Regions from separate parts of the Hordeum vulgare genome. Here region 2 is linked to region 1. Evidence: chromatin contacts called from public Hi-C data. All regions are on one chromosome and are shown on one strand. The core of a region is the stretch at or near the end of the contact, and the rest is flanking DNA. Distances in the headings are between cores, read along the strand shown.

Region 1 (3,670 bases), core at 765-3,264:
AGCAAGTTGTCCCTCCATGCCGAGTCGGGTTCAACAACTCACTGCCCCAAACTAGCACTGCCTTAGCCTCTCCGACGAGTGGCATAGCTGGAGATAGGGAAAGAGGGAGGAATATACCTTTGGGGCTCCCGACAGTGTGATTAGCGGGTTGCCGGACATGGGGAATACAACAATATCCACCACGGCGAGTAGTAAACTAGTCTAGTGTATCCGTGCCGCGAGAATGGAGCTCTGCGTGGCCAGACGTGCACATAATTTTATCTATGTTAGTTAAAATATGCCCAAAATGCAATGAATTTCTTCCGGTTTATATGAAATTCATTGTGTTTGCATGAAATTCATCCAGTTTGTTGAAAAAATGTTTGAAATTTATGCCGACAGTGTTGGAGGACCGGCTCCCACATCAACGTCTGCAAACTGTTCCCGCGCCCCTCCCCCTGGTTTGCGGACCGATACGTGAGGGAATTTTTGGGTCGCCGTTGAAGATGCCCTTGCTAGCATTTTGTGTCCGACTCTATTGCACTTTCATAGTAGTTTTAGACTCACACACAAATGTTCATATAAACGCACATACATTCATCCCTATTAATGCAGATAGGCACACCCTATCACTATGAGCACGTCCAACAAACAGAGACGATATATTATCTTGAAATTTACGAAGTCATCTTAGATGTCCCGTCGTCGACGGAAACGTCTCCTACCATTGAATGTGTACTACGAAAATCCTGAAGTAATTTCAGAAATAATGTAAGCACGAGGACTTGAACCCTATTGGGCTGGGATAGCACTGTTTCTCTAATCATCCAATCACACGTGTTGGTTCGCCACACCCATATAATCTTAAAACATGTTGCATTGTATAAAACCAAGTCTACACTATGAAATATAACATGTATATATATGTTTAGTGATTCATACGTTGACGTTTTGTCAGGTTTGAGAAGGTTTGTTTAGCAACCTATATAAATTTACCTGCAATGATACTAGCAGAGAGTAGGTATGTTACAAGATCAAGAGACTTCCAACTTTCCCCTTTTATACGTTTGCTTAGAAAACATGCAAGGCTAGCCGCCTAGGTAGGACATAGTGGTACGTTTTGCTAGCCGGTGGCACGTCTTGGTTTTTATATTTGGAAAAGAAGGCTGCAGAAATATATTTGGTTTCTATATCTCCATTTATTTACAAGCTGGGAAACTCTCTCCCGTCTTGCCGCCGGGCACTGGACGCACCACCGTGAGCCCGTGACCGCGGCCGACTAGGGTTAGGGTCTAGGCGGCACAGCCTCGCGCGCGCAGTTGGACGTAGGCTTCCCGCCAGTCGACTGTCCCACACGCCTCATGCACGAGAGCTGCCTTAGAAAGTAACGGAGGAGCCGGCTCCTCGGCATTTTTGTATTGTGGATGGACTTGGACGATTTTGGAAGAAAGACAGCGGAACCTAATCCGACTTAACTATTACCGCTACGACGTCAGTGCATCAATCAACCGGCATCGGAGAGCGACGCGTATCATGGCATTTCCAGAATGCAGCCGTGTCCTATTTTTGTGATCGTCGAGCAGCCGATCGACGCAACTCTCGAGAGACGAAATGGGTGTGGCCTTCAAGCAACGAACTCCGTCCGAACGGTCGACGTCTGAAGGTCGTGGAACGTCGTACGTACTCCTAAGTGACAAGGCCCCGGAAAGGGGCAGTAGGCCGGCCCTGGCCCTACGTGACGCGCCGCTAGCCGTCGCCATCTCCGGCGTCAGACCCACCGCGCCAACCTCATTAAATGGCTCTTGGCTCTCCCTCTCTCTCTCTCTCTCTGCGTCCGTCCGCGCGCGTGCTGGACCGGACCTCCTCGTCGTCGTCAGCTTGTCTCTGTCGCTCGCCGGCCGGTCCACTCCATCCCATGGATTATGGATACACGCACGTACGAGCGAGCTCGCTCCATGCGGCCACGCGACCGTGCCCTGCTCCGAGGAGGCGTTGTCGATCGTCTAATTAAATTTTACTTCGTCGTCCATTAATTTACTTGAGCTATGATCGCGTCGCGCGTGTGATCATAGCAGCTTAGAGGGGGGCCGTGATCGCGACGGTGAGCGTGCGTGAACCCGGCCGTGATTAGTCCGTGGCTACGTTTTTCATCCCGACGTACGTGCGGGTTTTGGTTCGTTTTCAAGGCTGCGACTCGACGGAGATTGATAATTAATAACTAACAGGTTCAAGTTTGAATACTGATGGCGATGGGTTACTTAATTGTACTCTTACGACTTTTCTTTTACTCAAGTTTGCACCCTTTGTTAATCAGGTTTGATCCACCCGGTGGGTCAGATGACAATGCCATCAATCAACCGTAACATGTATCTCAAAAAAAAAAAAAATCAACCGTAACATGCATATGTACACGTACGGGCGTACCAATTTTTCGAACCCCTACTTCTCCCTGGTCCCTGCCGGTCGGATTATATTGCTCTAGGCCACGCCTGCTTTCGTGGCAGCTGGTACAAAATCAGTACTCGGTATCTCATACAACATACAAAATCAGCATCACCTTCATTTGGAACCATGCAGAGGCAAGCTGGCCATGCAATATTGGCACGTAGCAGTATCTCCAACTGACCGCGCGCATGATCACAGAAATCCGAATGCGTTGACCTAGCTGGATATACAGGTGAGAATGAGATGCTTATTAGGCTAATTATTCGTTGGTTAGCTGCGCAGCACGCGCGCACGTGTGCATGGCCATTGCCACGAGGTTTCTCTGCTATCTCGGCTGGGGCAGGAGGAGACAGACACAGCTCACACCTCAACAGAGCCTGCTGCTGCACCCTGCAGCATCTTGTTCCGTTTGATTGAGGGACCTGGACGGTGAATCGACCGTGCAACTAATTAGACTTATGATCCACCACCATCCTTTCCTAAGCACGAGCTAGCCGGGTACAGAATTAGCATTGGATAATGCCACTGGTTTCAGGACACCGCTGTATTAGCAGGTCAACTTACGTAGTATATAGATAGACGAGGTGAGATCCCTGGCTCCAACCAGCCAGCTTCTAATCCTAATCATTCTCTCCCTTGCTTGGAGTTAATTGCTTGGGTTCATCATTCATACGTGATTTGTGATCCAACGACTGTGAACGTCTGAACCGAAGGAACACCACAGCTAAGAGATGCCATTACGGACGGGGGTCGGTGGACTGACGAAGGTCCATGGCCATGGCCACCTCACCGCTAACGTACATGTGACCGCTGGTTGAGAGGCAGCACGCACGGAGCAACGTACGTGTCGTCTCTGGAGATTCCGCGTGTCGGGGCTCCTAGTTACAGCCCATGCACAGCTGAGATTACGTCTGTCCCCTCCACTTATAAGTCAATCCTTTCTTAAACAAAACAAAAAACGTAAATCAGTGACTTGTTTTGAGAAGAACGTAAATCAGTGATAAGTAGGGAGAGACGACCGTGAGTGTGTTCGGCTTAGCCCATGGGCTGTACTGGGCCGCGTGTGGCCAGCAGTGTTGTGTGTGAGTTGTACTTAGAGCATCTTTAGTAGAACCCTCAAACCCTTAAATCCAAAATCAGTTTTAAGGGTTGAGAATTGGTCATTTTTGACACTTTTAAGGGTTGAAAACAGAGGCAAAGACTAGAACCCTCAAACCCAACCCTTATAGCCTAGTTTTGAACACTA
Region 2 (3,670 bases), core at 639-3,138, 93 kb before region 1:
TTCACGTCGGCAAACCTTAACTGGAACCAATGCTAGTGAAACTTCCTTTGACGATGTATGAGACCTCATTGGCATGGTGACAGCCCGAGAAATGGACCTGTTATCCTTTATACACTCGTCGTGAGTTTTCTCTCCTATCAGGGAGGTCAGAAGCTTGCGGTAACTCCTCCTTGGCGTCTCGGCTGCATTCCAATTACAGGGTTAAACATACTCATGGCAACCAGAGACCAGGAAACTAACAAATGCAAGAAATATGGTTTGATTGACTTACGTGCGCTAGTGCTATTGAATGGTTCTTCGTGTGCCGCAGCTCTTTGGTAAATAATCTTGCCATTGTTGACAGCAAGAACCGAGCAACTCGTGGGAACTCTCTTTGCACAGTACTTGGCAACTGAAGTGGAGGAGGATCTGATATATATTTGGAAAGAAACAAGGACACTAATATGAGGAACAAACTAATCTGGACCAGTTTAGCAACAAGGAGCGGAGAATGTGCCAAATTCAGTACCCAAAAGACCGAGAATTCTTTGCGACACCGAGGATCAGATGCGCAGCACCACATGAAGCCGCTTCTTTAACCAGAGTTTTCCGGATAGACGATCCCCCACAGACCTTGAGCTCCAAATTGATCTGCCAAATGTAAGTGGACCAACAAAGTGATGAGAATTTTTAGGGGAAAAAACTTTAAAAGAGAGAGTTGATTTTGAGGCAAATTCCCGGTGGTAGGATCAAAGGGCTACAAAGTCCTGCCCCCTGAACCTTTTGCAGCTCGACAAACATTGGCAGTAAATTTTAATGGTTGGAGGTGAAAACTAAGAGTTGTCAAAATTTCAAGCTGCCAAAACTTATAACGAAACAACAAAAGTTGGACCACCTGGTAAGCTATTGTCACCATCAAAACAGTACTAGTACTACGGAAGAGGTGGGAAGTTTTAAGTTTGAGCTAAAATCGAATGGACCATGAATTAATGACGGGTCAAATTGGGAGCTCTCCGTGACGAAAAAGGCAAGTGCTTTGAACCGCAGCCATTGAATAGAGGTCCGCAAGTCACTCTCGCGAATAATAAAGTAGTACTCGTAGCAAAAATAGAGAGCGTTTCGCGAAGCAGGGGCGAGCGGACGGACGGACCTGCTTGAGGTTGCAGAAGCCGTCGTACACGGCGAGCACCGACGCGAGCGAATCCGCGGCCTTCCTCCTCTCCTCCAGTCCGGCCCCTCCTCCGCCTCCTGAAAAAAAAGGGCAGAAAAAAGAGGATGTTAATCTCATAACAAAACCGAAGGAAAATTTTCGAAAGCGCGGAACACGAATTGGTCCTAGGAACAGAATCTGCAACGCGGAACTTGGTTTGGTATAAACCGAGGGCGAGAAAATCGGAGAGACGGGTGACCGTCGGGCGCCGGGTCGTGGAGTGGAGAAGGGGGGACGCACCGGCGGCGACGTGGAGGGCGACGACGCGGTCGCCGGCATTGGCGACCTTGACGAGCGCCCAGGTGAGGAGCTCGCGGCTGGCGGCATCCCACCTGATCCCGACCGCCACCGTCCTCCCGCTGCCCCCCGCCGCGTCCTCGGGCGACGGGCGGTGCCGGCGCGGCGTCGTCGCGGCCGCGGCCTCCGGGTGCTGCCGCGCGCCGTCGGGGACGAGGAGCCTCATGGCGGGCGGCGTCACGTTGCCTTCCGCCTCCGGCGCTCTCCCTCCGCTGCCTTTTGGTTCACGTTCCACTTGACTTGCCGCGGAGGACAGAGAGAGATGGGGGGGAGCGGAGCGCGGAGAGAGGAGCGTTGTGTTGTATCGGGGGGCGTGGGGGAGTGTGGGGAGGACGACGATCCGAGGGGAGGGGGCCTGCGTTTTATGCGGCTTTGTACTCTTTTTTTGTTTGCTGGGACGCGGTTAAGTACAAGACAATCTTAACGGCGCTGAGAGACATGCTTAATTGGTTTGCTAACTTATTCCTCGAAAAGTTAGCGCTTTATAACCGTTTTGGGGGAAGTGATTTGTAACTGTTTGTTGTAAATCAATGCCAGTTTATGGTGTCTGCTATGAACTGACACAAAAATTGTAATTTTAGTTTTTTTAAAGCATTAGATCTACTATTATATATTAAAAAAGCATCCCAAACATAATAAAAGTTAGACCGAGATTCAAACACCAACGAACAATCACTACCGCCGCAGAATAAGTCGTAGACGTGCCGTTGTAACTGATAAGGCAAGAATTAATATTACTAGAGAAAACCTTATACGAAGAGGCTTATGAGTAGCGTGCTTTTGCTGAGGACACTACTGCTACTTAGGGGTAGCTCGGTGTAAGAAGAGGCGCTGCAGGTAGTTATATACTAGCAGTGCGGGTACCGGAGACGACGCTACTGCTAAGGGGTCACATCGTCACCCATCGGGACTGCCCGTAGCAGTAGCGATGGGCCACAGACACGCGCTACTGTTATAGTGCTTCGCAATAGTGCGGTGCGACAACCGGCGCTACTACTAGTGTCACCTTATCCACACCCCCTTCCCCGTGCTCGTTTCCTGTCTCTCTCACTCCCCCTCTCACGCTCTTGCCACACCCCGCCGCCACTGTCGTCGCCCTCACCCACCACCTCCACCGTCCTACCGCTGCCACCGTCACTCCCGAGGTATCTCCCTCCCTCCTCCTCTCATCGCCCTCCTCTCTCATACCTCCTCCTTCCTCCCGCAGCCGTCCTCCCCTCCTCCCTCCTCCCCTCCTCCTATGACCAGCCTCCTCCCTCCTCCCTCCTCCTTCGACCGCCCTCCTCTCTCTTCTTCTTCTCTCTTCCTTCCTTATGTTGTCATCCTCTCTCCCTCCTCCTGTTGCCCTCCTCCCTCCTCCTCCTCCTCTTCACTCCCCACTCCTCCCACCTCCTCTCTCCTAATTAAGTAATGTTTTAGGTATAGGAATTTTCAGTTTCTAATTTCTGGTTTTAAGTATAGTATATGTAGTAGTAGATGTAGATGTAGTAGTACTTTCTAGTTTCTAGTTTCTAGTTTATAGTTGATCCTGTTAGTTTCTAGTTTCTAATTTACTCAATTAGTTAAAAATATAGTTGGTAGAAAAATCTATTCCACACTTGATTTAACTAGTATTAGAATAGAATGTAATTTTAAACGATGGTAGTTCGGGTTGTCTTTTAGAATGGTTTGAACATGTGAATAAATGAAAATGAAAATGACAATGAAAATAAAAATGAAATTGAAACCTCTGACTGGCCGATGTTTTGCCTGAATGTTGATTCATTTCCGTTCCGGCAAATTTCAAGCACTAGAAATGTTCTGTTTTTAGAAAAGGTTATGCCAAAATTTTGTCAGAATAGGAATTAGATGTCATTCCAGCAATAAGAGGAGGAAGCGACCAACATCGATGGTTGAAGTATCACAGGAAGAATCCAGACTGTTATCGTGGTGGGCGCTTCCTCCTTCGTTCCCGCGTGCTAGAGATTTTGGTAAGGCACATGGGGACGAAGGGAGGAGCGGCCATCACCGACGGTCGAAATAGTAGTGGGAGGGAGTGTCCACCAACATACACCACCATATCAGTATGAGAGAGTGTGCACCATATACACCATGAGGTATGAAAGTTTTTCAAGGAAGCCTCGACAAACTGAAACTCAATCCATGTTGATTTTTCATATACACCAATAGTTGTGGTTGATTTTT

The links. A called contact is a pair of places that touch in the nucleus more often than the background predicts.
Region 2: a contact with region 1 is called in a Hi-C map of leaf, with 5 times the contacts expected there. The contact joins the promoter of LOC123447924 here to the enhancer-like site in region 1. A contact is called at or near these places in 2 of 6 Hi-C or Micro-C datasets (leaf and seedling).

Annotation. Positions count from the first base shown.
Region 1 is chr4H:72,889,400-72,893,069 of MorexV3_pseudomolecules_assembly, reverse strand. No RefSeq gene overlaps it. Among protein-coding and RNA genes, the nearest start is that of LOC123447924, 92 kb to the left of the region's middle. Within about 2 kb of position 2,014, at least 3 of the 3 cell types and tissues checked have open chromatin away from gene starts, as enhancers often do. A contact at or near this core is called in leaf and seedling, where this site is marked.
Region 2 is chr4H:72,981,839-72,985,508 of MorexV3_pseudomolecules_assembly, reverse strand. It overlaps LOC123447924 (probable receptor-like serine/threonine-protein kinase At5g57670), which reads right to left and starts at 1,888. Exons shown (of 12, transcript XM_045124651.1): 1 at 1,430-1,888; 2 at 1,130-1,227; 3 at 509-630; 4 at 272-408; 5 at 1-182. The coding sequence starts at 1,652.